Regions from separate parts of the Mus musculus genome. Here region 2 is linked to region 1. A link is a contact called in public ChIA-PET data. All regions are on one chromosome and are shown on one strand. The core of a region is the stretch at or near the end of the contact, and the rest is flanking DNA. Distances in the headings are between cores, read along the strand shown.

Region 1 (6,413 bases), core at 1,745-4,244:
ACAGATGCACGTGGGTAGATGAAACTGCTGGGAAGTGACTAAGGGTTTGTAGGCTGTGAGCGTGGGTTCACAGGCACTCAGACATCTCTGCTCTGTCCTAGGAGCATTTTAAAACCACTCCCTCTTCCCTCACCAGTAACTAGACATCCTAGACACATCAAGCAAAATTCCTGTTGAAATGTTACAATACCAACTCCTGTTTAGCCTCATCCCAATCTGTTTCTCAACAAAGCTGCCAAACCTAGCTCTCCACCAAGCTCCACCCGAGTTCACATCCCCGTGCACACACCATCCACCTACTACGCACTGAGGTGACAGTCCCTCAGCAGTCCCACTAAAATACAGTCCTCCATTTCTCCATGTCTAGCAGGCAGCATAAACACTTTCTTTTCTGACCCAGATGGCATCTACCAAGTTCCCTTGCTGTGCTGTATCTCCGGATATGCACTGGCCCCGGTTGGCCTGAAAGTGAAATCCCCAAGAATCCTTGCTCTAGCAAAGGGACTATACCGTAATTATCTCTATACTATACCGTAATTATCTCCGAGCCAAGTTCAATTTAACATCTTAGACAGCATTTGTCTGATCAGTTTTTGCTCAATGAATGTAGTGGATATGGTTGCAAACCAAAGGACTGCGTTGAAGTCTTAAGAGTCACTGAGAACTCTACTGGTAATAGGGAAATGGGCCCTCCTCTAGAAACTGAGACACTAAAAGCAAGACACACCCCTAGTGCTGAAGTTATAATAGCTTCCTATCCTTCACAAAGTACGCCACATACGCACGCATTCTCTGTATTCTAGTAAGAAAAGAATTCAACCTCATATAAAATGAAGACTCATCTCTTATATATGAAATAAGTGGGCCTATACTCTCTGAACAAAATGTATGAGAATGCGAGTCTCTGCTTAGCTAAGAACAGAAATTGGTCTCACATAAATGTCAAGAGTGGAAAAGCTGGTTTAGAATCACTCAAAAAAGACAACTGAGCATAAGCTTACAGTGCATTTAAGGAAGGGAATTAGATTCTGTCAAGGAAACAATTCATCAAGCTCTGTGTTTTCTCATTTAAAATTCTGAACCATGAAGACTCAACCTCTTGTTGAACTGCAGCTTGTACATAGAGGGCATGAACCAGGCCCATGAGGGAGGTATGCTATCTCAGGCTAAAGGGACAGATAATGAAAAGCTGTCAATAAAGGAAGTTTAGGAGTTCTATAAGGAAGACACATTTCAGGACAAAGCAGGATGAGGCTGTAGTACAGCCGTCCTTGGATGAAACAGTTTCTCCCTGAAGGGCCACACCAAGCTAAAGGGCGACTGTCACACCTGCATCCCATGAAGCCAGCCCTGTTCCAGGCATAGCTCCTAGAGACACCATTATAGATGCATACATGGCTATAACAGTTTTAAGTTGTATACAATGTTCATCCAGTTTATGTGATAGGGAGATTGAGTCCAGGACTTTGGCGCAAGGCCTTCAAGCACCCTGAGCTGTATTCTCAGTCCTTCAAATATTGTTAGCTAAAATAAGTTATAATTTTATCAATAGTATTTTGAGGCATAATAGAGTACATGCAAGTCTAAAAAAAAAAAAAAAACTGTGGAGCCCATAAAAAGTGAGAGCAGATAATCAGAATCTATTGGGTATAGTATGTGTAAAATGTGTCTCTGAAGCCAGAAGATATAGGTGGCACCTCTATTTACTTCATACATTCTATGATTCAATTTACATAAAACCAAACATGCAAGCATCTGCACTCATGCACAAACCCATGCATGCATAAGCACACACACACACAGAGGATGCTACCATATGCAGAGCTATACTTCGGAATTACAGATTGGGGAAGATGTTCATAGGCTATATAGTATTCTGTCATAAACTCAGTTCACGGATTTATGTGGACTATTCTACATATTCATTTTAAATACTGAAAACTTCTTTAAGTAACAGTAAGGATATCAGAAGGAATATTTCATCTGTTCACCTTGCCTCTGGGTCAGTAATAAAAGTGAGATACTCAGGAAGAACTGGGGTAGAGATTGAATATAAACAAAAACGTAACAAACCCAATATCCCAGGGCTTTGATGACATCAAGTTTACACATTGGACACGTTCGGTGATCCAAAAGCCATGGGTCAATGCATATTCTATGAAAAATATGCCTAAAAAAATTAAGTATGTATTAATGTCTTAAAATAAATGTTTGCATATCTTATAAAGGAAATAACGCATTTTACCAACACACCCTGTATAAAGTGAGCCAACCACACATTAACATGAAGTCCACCTACTTGTCTAAGTTATTTTCCAGTCTATTTCCCACTTAAGATTTGGACTTAGTGATGCTTTTTTTTTTCTTTTAAAGTGAAAGCTCTTCATTAAACAAAAATATGGTAGATCTATTTCCACCACATACTAAATCGTGTGTGTGTGTGTGTGTGTGTGTGTGCGCGCGCGCGTGTGTGCGCGCATGTGTGTGTATGAGCGTTAGTCTATGGTTTTGAGATTAGGGTCTTGCTATGTTACCCAATTGGCCTCGAATGTGCTATGTGGTCCAGGATTGCCTTGAACTCAGACTCCTTGTACCTATGCTTCCCAAGTGCTGGGATTCTGTTAAGCGCTACAATGCCCAATCATTTTCATGTGCTTCAGTAGAATACTTATTCTAAACCATTTAGGCTAACAAAGCCCACAAATAAGGTACCAGTAATAAACTAATCCCAAGTTGATAATATCTTCTTCAAGTCTATAAAGTGACTCAAGTGGAAATATATATTAATCATCTGAGTGGCAGAAAAAATGGTTATTTCCATTTACACATTTTATAAGCCTACTCTTGAATAAACATCTGTGCTACCAGAAAGGCGCACGCACACACTTTCTTTCCTTGTTGGTTTATCTTGGTTTCCTGCCCCTCTTACATGTGTGAACTACAGGTTTTGAAACCAGACAGACAGAGCTCAAACCCCAGCTGTGTGACTAGACAGCATGACCACAAGGAGCTGTATGTCTCCTACTCTCTACACCTACACCATCAGCTGTTCAGTGTCTACATATACTACTCATTATAATTACTCTGCTGAAGGTTTTCTTTAAACAAAAATCTGCCAGTACCATTAAAAATAGTAATTCTTAAAAAAAAAAATAGTAGTTCTTAATTGTGAAACACTCTAGTTCAGTTTGTCATTCAACCACAAATTAAAACTCACTGACCGAGAAGAAATTGTCCAAAAACAAGGAAGAAACTTCAGTTTTGTTGGGGATGTTTTAACATGTTGCTTAGGAGAAAAGTGGACAAAATAACAACCCCAATGAGGAGAGCAAGTAATGTGCACAGCTAACACATCTGCACAGGTCCAGCATGAGCTCAGTGCAGCTGTCAGCACCCCCCCTCTCTTCTGTGCACTCTTGAGCATCACTCTGAAACCTGTTCTAAAACCAGCCTAAAACTCTTCCAATGCTCGTGTGCAGAACATGATCAACCTATACTGACCTCAGTTCACTAAATGCCCTCGTGCTGATCGTTTATACACACTGACAGAATTTAGCCAGGCGTGCCTCGGGGAACTGTTATTATTGTGGTACTCATTTTATTTCCTCATCAGAGGTATCAAGAATTCAATCTACTAAAAAGTACCATATACATAGTAAAATATTAAAAAAAGAAGCTAATACAGTACTCTGCAACTTGATTCTAAAATATGTAAAGTATAATTGACATTTATTAGACTTTTTTTTTTAAAGAAAAACATCTAAGTTCTATACATAAAACAAGCCCTTTTGCTAATCAGCAGTTCTTTTATGGAGGTATGTTTTTGAGACAGGGTTTCTCTGTGTAACTCTGGCTGTCCTGGAACTCACTCAGTAGATCAGGTTAGCCTCAAATTCAGAGATTCCCCTGCCTCTGTCTCCCAAGTATTGGTCTGAGTGTACCACCTCCTGGCTAATCAGCAACTTTTTTAAACAAAATGTTTTAAGTCAGTTAAAATAACAGATTATTAAAAATAAAATGGCTACTTCCCAGTTTTAAGTGCATCTGTGCTACTGAAACCTCAGCAAAGGGAGGGTACTCATTTCCTACAGCTTCGAAAGGAACCCACACTCAGCAAATAAGTAAAGGCAAACTTCTGTGGGTCTGACCCTGCTTCTGGGCCACTTGAAGGCTCTCAGTCCTACGTTCTTGCTCCTTTCTAGTTAGCATGTGCTCTGCATTACTGGGTGTGTGAAGGAGTCTAAGCGAGCCTTGGTAAGACTAAAAGCCAATGCAAGACAAAGACGCACAGCAGCTCTTAGTGGTCACCTACAGGTCTCTGAAGACAATAGGAAAGATGAGGTAATCCAAGATCATAATGACTTCCTGTCAGAGAACATGGAACCCTTTGTCAGAACAGTGAGACTTGTTAAGTAATTTTCAGTATCTTAGTAGGAAAAAAGTATTCATACTTGCATGGCAGGATTCTGATAACATCTTTGACTTTAAAGTTTTCAATACACACTGCACAATTCTCAGCATCGACATCAATTCCCTGCAGAGAGAGAGGGAGAGTCACATGTACACACACTGCACATACAGCAACAATAAGTTAGAAAACAATGAAACCGACCAAAGCAATGGATCCTACTACTCTATGCTGGAACAACCGGAACCTAAAACATATTTCCTTCTTCCCGCTAGCAGTTTTTTAAAGAAACTGAATGAAAGGTGGAAAGAAAACCACTGTCTGCCTAGCCCAGGCACTAACAGCGTTTTGAATACTAAGTGTCTGAAGAAGTATTAGATGACTAATGGCTACAGACAAGCAAATCACTGTTTTTAGAGGTCTTATTCCCAGGCTGACCTCAGGCTCGCTGTGTAGCCAGCGGTGACCTTGATTTTCTCATGTTCCTGCCTCCATCTTCCAAACATCTGGACTGTACTCAGGAATCACCAGGCCCAGTTTTATAGATAGGGCTGGACAATGGATTCAGGACGTTTTCAATGCTAGCTAACACTCTAGGAAGCTAACTACATTCCAGCCACACCAGCTATGATGAAAAAAAATTTTTTTCAAATATAAAGCATAAAGGGAATGAATATTCAAATAAGCCATTTGGCTTCTGGAGTTATTTAAAAAGAAATTTGTATCTCTGAAAGAACAGTTATAACTTAGAGAAAGTACAACGACTACACATCTGAGATTTTACTTCATTATTGTTAACCCCCAGCCCCAAATTAGAATGAGCTAACACCTTTGCCTAAAACATGAACAAACGTATAGAAGCAGCCATATTAGCAGTAGGGTGGGAGAATTGACACTACTTCTACACCTCAGAGTCTACAGGTCCTAGGCTTTCTATGAGTTAGGACACATCAGTGGAGCCAGGACAGCTGAGGCTCTGAGACAGGGATTCAGAACCTCATGCAGCATGCGCTCCTGAGGCTGCCATGTTTGGTAACTTCACATTACGAAACACAGCCCCACTACCATTGAGTTATTATTTAAATATATCCTTAGCCACCTACAGCAATTAATGAGGAAGCAGTAAAAACCAGATTTTTGTATGTATATAATACCATTACCAGAGACTATTAAAATTAACTTATAAGAGCATTTGAAACTCTCTGTTGTGGTATTTTATAAAAACATGTAGTTATTTTTGTATATGTACCCCATGCGCATGGAGAGGCCTTACAGGCCAGAAGCAGGAGCTCCTCAGAGGAGAGGCAGAGCAGAGGCAGGTCCTCTGCAAGAGCAATTAGCACTCCTGACCACTGAACCATCTCTCCAGCCCCTTAAGTTATATGATGTGGACTGGAGAGATGGCTCAGAAGTTAAGAGCACTGACTGCTTTTCCAGAGGTCCTAAGTACAATTCCTAGCAATTCCACACGGTGGCTCACAATTATCTGTAATGGGATCTGATGCCTTCTTCTGGTGTGTCTAAAGAGAGTGATAGTAGACTTGCATACATAAAATATATCTTTTTTGAAAATAATATATGTTGTGACAAAATACTTTCACTTATATATCATATATTATACAGGAAGCCTTTTTAAAATTTCTTAATAATTTACAAACTTATACATTATAAATAAATCCACAAAAAATTAAAATAAATAATCACTTGTCTTCAGGACTGGGTAAGATGCTGACTGCACACAATCATGTTCCTGTGTTAGTTCACAGTGTAAAAACACTCCCAACCCAGACGTGTATGTCACAGACACACGTTAAACATTATTAAATGTTAAACATTCTTTTGACAGTTTTAAAACAAGTTCCTGGTATCATACAAATGTTTTGTATAGGAAATATTGAACAAATGTTGGATATAGGAAGAGAATAGTATCAATTTACTTATATTCCCAAGAGCTTGGCTCAGTGAGTTACACATGAGTCTGTCTCCTCACACGTAAGGGATGATA
Region 2 (6,413 bases), core at 1,172-3,671, 390 kb after region 1:
CATGCTACAAGTTGTAGAGCTTGCTTCTGCTTACACTGTCTCAGTTTATTCTTCAGATTATTTTCTTGTTCTTAGGTAATGAGACTTAGGCTTAGGGCTGTTTATGAAGCTTGTTTGACTTTTTACTGAGCTAGTCGGTGGCAGAGTTGTGATCTGAGGTCTTTGAAATAGAAGTGTTTGAGTGTGTTTTGGTATTTTGCACACAAACATTTTCGTTATGCTGCCTGGAGGAGGCTGTCGAAATGTGAAATGCATTCCCTGGAGAATTTAGCGGTGTGTGTGTGTGTGTGTGTGTGTGTGTGTGTATGTATGTGTGTGTATCTATTTTTATTGAGAAGAAATGAAGTTATTGAGTGGCCTCATCAGGCTCTGACCTAGGAAACACAGTTGTAGGGATTTCAGCAAGTGTGTGAGCCATTTTTATTAGCTTAGTTATCTTTTTAGCCATTTTGTCCACAAATGCCCACTGAGTCGTGTTTAACCTGGTAAAAATATCCCCAAGTCTAACAGATAATCTATTTAAACAGTATTCACTGTAGACATTGCCGGCACTCACAGGTGTTCTCCTGCGGCTTTGGAATTAATCAGTTGTGGGTTTTATAAAGTCCCCTCATTCTTGTGGCTTAAAGAATGAAATCATCTGCATGGTTTGCTCTTCAGCAAACATCTTGTCTCCTGCTGGAGTTTTCCCGTGGACTTTCAGGGGTCACAGATGCAGAGGGGTGGTCCTAGCAAGAGAGGAGCCAGGCTCTAGCATGAGTGCCTAGCCCTGAACAACATTGCTGGTTTTCGTTGTTGGCTATTTATCTGCATGGTCTTTGTTTTCTCTCTGTGACTGAGAGTCTGTGCAGGGATTTGTTAACAGTAAGTCTTCTTGTTGCTGCTCAGATCCAGGGACTGGGTGCTGGTGTATTTGTGAGAAATCACTTTCAGGTTCTGGGTTATGCGCCTGTTTTTCTGTGGGAGCTAGAATTGTTGATTTACGTTTGCACTAAGCAGAGTGAATTAGAGCCCGAGGAGGGTGCTGTGGGAGAATGAGGCTGGCATTTGGCTGGCGCTAAAAACAGCACCGTGTTTGCGCATTCAGCAGCATTCAGCAGCGGCTCAGTGGTGGGAAGAGAGGGAGAGCCTCTTACTTTATTCATTTTCAAGAGGGTTGGAAAGAAACCCAGAAGAGGCCACATAATACAGTGACATTGACAGAGAATAACTACCGAGTTGTGTGTTGTCATAAGAGCGAGCAGCAGGGTAAAATGTACTTTTTTTTTTATCTGTTTAGAGTAACCTATTGAGGTAGTTGAGGGTATGGACAGCTAGTCCCCCCCCCACCCCCCCATCTTGTATTAGCTTAGAAAAGTTAATGAGGAATTTGCCTGTGCTAGATTTGTGAATCTTGATTAACAAAGTGACAAGATTTTGTCAAATGCTTTCTAAAAATGGAATTTGTTTTGATATATATGTATTTTTTAAGTAGAGTGAAAAATTCTTGTATTCTGGCCTAAAATTTCCTAAAAGATTTCTTGTAGGTTTCCTAGTAAAGGCTTTCTGTCTGTCATAAAGATTGAATTCACATGGCCAGGACTAGGGACTAAAAGTAAGTGCTTCAGCCTGGCAAGAAGACTGTCCTGTCTTCTTCACTGTTTGTCTCCCACCCTCCCATTTTCCATTTTTAGGACTCTGCAGGAGGGAAAGTCTGCACAGCTAGTGTTGGGTGGGCCTAGGACACTATTGGAGGAGCTGAAGGGCATCATGTCTCCCAGACCTGGCTTCTGGTCCCTAGTGTATTCTTCATCCTTACAGTCAGTAGCTGAGTTTGGCTTCTTCTGGGATCGGGGTCCGTGTTGCACAGGACAAAATGTGTATACGGGCATTTGTGTTTGCATTAAGAACTGCCTGTTGCAGGAATGCTGGCCATGTAGCTGTGCAGCAGGAAGGCTTAGCCATATCTGAGTTCTGAGTTTGGTAAAAGGGATAATGGAAGTCGGCTGCATTTCATCCTTTCCTTGTTTCCCACCTTCGTGGCCAGTAAACACGGTTTCTTCCACATCGCCCACTTCCCTTAAAGTACTTTTAAGGATGTTTTTATTAATAAGCTGTTAGTTACTACTGTGAGGGATACTCTCTGAGGAAGGAGAACTATCTGAGAGAACTTGACAGAACCTTGTGCATTCATACATCCACCTTTGCTTTCTCATTGGCCATTGGCCTTTTCATTATGAGCTGTCACTGAAGATTTGACTGTGCCTGCTCTTAGTTCTGTACAGTAAGAAAGGAATATTAAAATATAACCCACCATTTTTGTTGGGAGTGAAAATATTGGCATTGTGAGCATTTTGGGGCTTTGAGTCATATGTACACACATCTTAACTGACAGTTAGCATTTTTTCCTAGTTGACTGCCTAGGGGCAGGAAGTAAACCCAGCCAGTGCTACAGTTCCTCTTCACTTGGCTGTGCTGTGAAGTGGCTGTCCTAGTGAGCCTTATTCATAGAGCTGGGGAACAGTGGCTCTGCACTGCTGTTGCATTTCTGGGCACGTGGAGTATAGCAATACCCTCAGTGTTGCTGGTCTTGGGGAGGTGGTGTTTGTCGCCTTGTTTTGTTCTGTGAGGTGGTGTGTGTGTGTGTGTGTGTGTGTGTGTGTGTGTGTGTGTGTAAGGGATAGAGAGTCGAGTTTCCTTTTGTTGCTGAGGATGCTCAATGAGGTGAGCATCTGCTCAGTAGAAAGGCGTGCCAGCTTTCTGCCTGTACATCATGAGAACAGCGGATGCCCCTCTCTTTGTGTTTGACCCATCTTTGCCTCAGGAGGTCATGAAGACTCTGATCTTAAAATAAATCATAGACCCTAAGTGCTGCTTCTCAGACCCTCCTGCGAGGTTTCATTATAGGCCTAAATATAAGCTGTAGCTGACATCACATCTGGAAACTGAGGAGACGCAATATAGACCAGCCTGTTCTTGTTTGTAGCTGGGGAAATCAGTACTTATCCTTCAGTGGTTAAAGGTCGGTGGGAGTGGCATTTGTAGTGCTAGTGTCAGGAGGGACCCCACGCCCCTGTCCTTTGTGCTTTGTGATCCTCTTTGTCACAGGGCTGCCTTGTTTATCCCTTAGGCCTGCAGCTTGGTGTTAGCACTGACTTTATCCAGGTGTTGTTGAAGCTGTAGGCATACCTCCATAGGTAGTGAGTTTTGTATTTTATTTCATGGAGAACACAGATGCAGGGCTTGCTTAGCTTCTGAGGTCTCAGTTGTTGAGAGCACTGCACAAGGATTTGTGTGTAGCTTTGAGATAGAAGGTACATGAGCGGAAAGCTTAGGCCTAAGGAACCTTCAGCAGTAGTTCATGAAGTTAAGTGACGTCAGAAACTCGTTGCTGTGGGTATTATTTTGTGAGTGCTTTTGGAATAATGACCTATTAACCTATTTTTAGATCATCCTCACTTGGCAGTTCTAGAATACTTGTTACAAGTTTCAGAAACATTGCAAATAAACTATGTTTCTGTGTCTGTGAGAACACCATCCTAGCAAGTAATAAAAACTGTAGGGAGTAGGTCATATCTACAGCATAATGATCTGTTGTTTGCAAATAATAAAAATCAAAGTGTAAAATTCATTCCAGAATTTTAATTCAGTAAATCAAATGTACAGTTCTAGTAACCGATCATTGAGTATTTATTTTTTATTTTTATTTTTTATTTTTTTGTTACTCAGAAATCCGCCTGCCTCTGCCTCCCAAGTGATGGGATTAAAGGTGTGCACCACCACTGCCCGGCAGATCATTGAGTATTTTAAATGGGAAAATAAAACTTTATAAAAACAGTCTGCCATGTAACAGTGGATTTGATGGTAGAACTCATTGTCTTGGAACATGGTAAATCAGATGTTTTGTGTGTTGTGGTTGTGGCGATAATGCTGTCTTACATCCTTTTTGAAAAAGGGATGGTACAGAGAGACTTGAGGATACCATGATGCTTTTTGTCTTCTCCTCAGTGTCTATATAAAGCTCCCCCAGGTCTCAAGTTGACTCCCCACTGTTTCCTTGGCATCCTTTGTCCTGAGGTTCCTATAGCTTGGCCTTAGATGCTTTTCCTTGTATGAGGAGGTAGCTGGTCTGAAGAAAGGAAGGAAAAGGCTTGAGAAACTCAGCCAGTGTCAGATATAGGGACATCAGAAGTAACCTGTCACCTTGCCAGCTTGTTCTCTCAAGTTAAGCAATCTCGAGTTAAATCAGTCTCTTTTGGGGTCCTCCTGCTATTAAAAAAGGGGTACTATTTTATTTAGGCTTCTTACTGGAGTGTCTTACAGAGAATCATTGAAAATGATTGTTAAACCATATTAAATGTCTGTGCGATCTGAATTCGTGCCCTTTGGTCTCCTTGGTTTTCTCCTAGAAAGAGCTCTTAGATCCCCACCCCCTCATTTTTGAAGATTCTTGCATAACACCACCTTTTTAGTATTTCCTTCAAGTTTGTAGATTTCCTAGGAGAGGCGGGGAGGGAGCTGTTGGTGACAGAGGCAGTGTAACAGTTCTCACAAATCCGCCCCCTTTCCTTTTAATGATTGTCTCTGTTTCACTGAAGTTTTAAAAATGTCTCCATCCAATATGATCAAAGTATTAACTGGGTAAAGCAATGTAGTTAAGTGGAGGTTAAGTATGGTTAGAAAAGTAGAGTTTAAAACAAAATCTAGCTTAAAGCTGAGTTGTTTAACTGGATTAATCAAAGGAATCTTTTGTTTTAGACCTGTGCTGGCCTCAAACTCACAATATGGCCAAGTCTTGCTCTTTCTTCCTCTATCCCTCATGCTGGCTGGGGTCAGATGCATCTCCCACTTAGGAGGGACTCAAAGGACCAGTTGTTTTTATAAATCTTCTGGGAGCAAACTGTTCAGACAATAAGGTTTCTATGCAGCTTTTGTGCTTTACAAATTACTATAAACAGTACATATTCTACTGCAGCAGTAAGTACAGTGTAAAGAATAAATATTCTACCGGAGCAGAAATGCTTTTCTTTGGTTTTGATGTAAACAAAGCACTTCATTTTCCTGATTATGTTAATGAAGAGTTGAGGCTTTGTTTTTTTTTTTTTCTTTTATGGCTGCAGACAGGATGGCTTGGTTTTTACAGAGAGACTTGTGAGATATTGCATAAGTAGTTGAGTCTGTGTGTCTGGCATCGTAGGTGCCACATCTGTCACCTGCGCTGAGTGCACACAGCATGGATCTGGAAGCAGGACAGGGCAGTCACAGTTGGAAGCAGCCAGAGCTCACCTTGGTGAACTCCCTGAACCATGCTGGCCCAGCAGGTCTGTAGGACTGGCCAACTTCGACGCTTTTAGTTAGGTTCTTGGCTGGAAAAATAGAACCAGGAGTCCCTGCTAAGCAAAGTCATTTTCAGGACTAGAAAGCTTGTGATGGGAAGTGAACTTTTAACTGAATGTGGTAACCGGTGATGCTGTGACCCAGGCGATGATACCAGGGATTGTATGTTTCTCAGTTAGAGGTGCCTCATCTTAAGGGTCTAGACGAAATCCTGATCCAGAATATACAATATGGTAGGCATCGCGTGGCGATGTGATGCGTAATCTACGCTGGCTTCGACTTGGCAAGCCATCCATGGCTGGCCCAGGTGGCACAGTTGATGTTCCCCCTGCCCTCCCTCTCTTCCCCTTCTGGCCAGTGAAGATTTCCCCTTGCATTGACTTGAAGACTTAGGATTTGGAGCAGCAGAGACGCTTTCAAAGGAGGCACTTGTGAATAGAGCCTCTGTCTGGCCCAGGCCCTGCCTCTCCCATTCAGCTCAGTACAGAAGTACTTTTGATGCCATCTGCTGAGTTGTCAGCTCTTGTCGAGGTAAAACAGCTGAAGTGGCACAGGGGGAGATTATTAAGGGCACAACCATCTAAATGGGAGCCCTTTAACAAAAGTCTGGCAATAAACATAATTTCCTCATTCTAAATTGCTGTGGAGAACACCCCCCCCCCCCCCCCGAAAGCATGTGGTACACAAAGCTGTACTGTTGTCTCACTAGGACTAGCAGAGGGCTGAGAGGGTCTCTGACTTAATACGAATTTCCTCCTCCTGGGCCCTCAGTACTTAGCCCTCCTTCTGGTGTAATTGGAAGGAGTAGCGGAGAGGATTATGGGAAGCAGTGGTCTCTTTGATGCTGGTTCTCAGCAGTTGCTTTGGGTGGGTAGGGGCCGGGATATAATATGTATGGTAATGAATTTGAGTAGCTATCATGTATGGAAAGATGACAGATGACCATCATTTGATATGTGAGGAAAGAGGCCAGAGCAGCCAGGATGTCTTCTTACACACCTGCCTTTGATTGAGACTGGATGCTGGGTCCTAAATCCACCTAGCCTCAGCACAGCTCCAGAGAAGGCTCAGTAAGGTGGAGAAGTGTTGCTTCTTTG

Evidence for each region. ChIA-PET counts read pairs in DNA pulled down with a chosen protein or histone mark.
Region 2: an RNA polymerase II ChIA-PET map of effector CD8 T cells shows a contact between it and region 1, with 5 times the contacts expected there. The contact joins two enhancer-like sites. A contact is called at or near these places in 8 of 39 promoter capture datasets (the C10 cell line, the HPC-7 cell line, embryonic stem cells and 3 more), 1 of 484 Hi-C or Micro-C datasets (embryonic fibroblasts), 3 of 115 datasets of contacts at active chromatin or transcription factors (bone marrow-derived macrophages, effector CD8 T cells and large pre-B cells) and 3 of 9 other capture datasets (adipose tissue, embryonic tail and liver).

Annotation. Positions count from the first base shown.
Region 1 is chr1:39,556,242-39,562,654 of GRCm38.p6, forward strand. Rnf149 (ring finger protein 149) reads right to left here. Exons shown (of 7, transcript NM_001033135.3): 4 at 4,452-4,534; 5 at 2,074-2,170. Among named protein-coding and RNA genes, the nearest start is that of Snord89, 11 kb to the left of the region's middle. Within about 2 kb of position 2,995, at least 34 of the 459 cell types and tissues checked have an H3K27ac peak or open chromatin away from gene starts, as enhancers often do. A contact at or near this core is called in bone marrow-derived macrophages and effector CD8 T cells, where this site is marked.
Region 2 is chr1:39,942,105-39,948,517 of GRCm38.p6, forward strand. All of the region lies in intron 2 of Map4k4 (mitogen-activated protein kinase kinase kinase kinase 4), which reads left to right. Among named protein-coding and RNA genes, the nearest start is that of Map4k4, 44 kb to the left of the region's middle. RefSeq lists an enhancer at 3,506-6,413. Within about 2 kb of position 2,422, at least 107 of the 459 cell types and tissues checked have an H3K27ac peak or open chromatin away from gene starts, as enhancers often do. A contact at or near this core is called in bone marrow-derived macrophages and effector CD8 T cells, where this site is marked.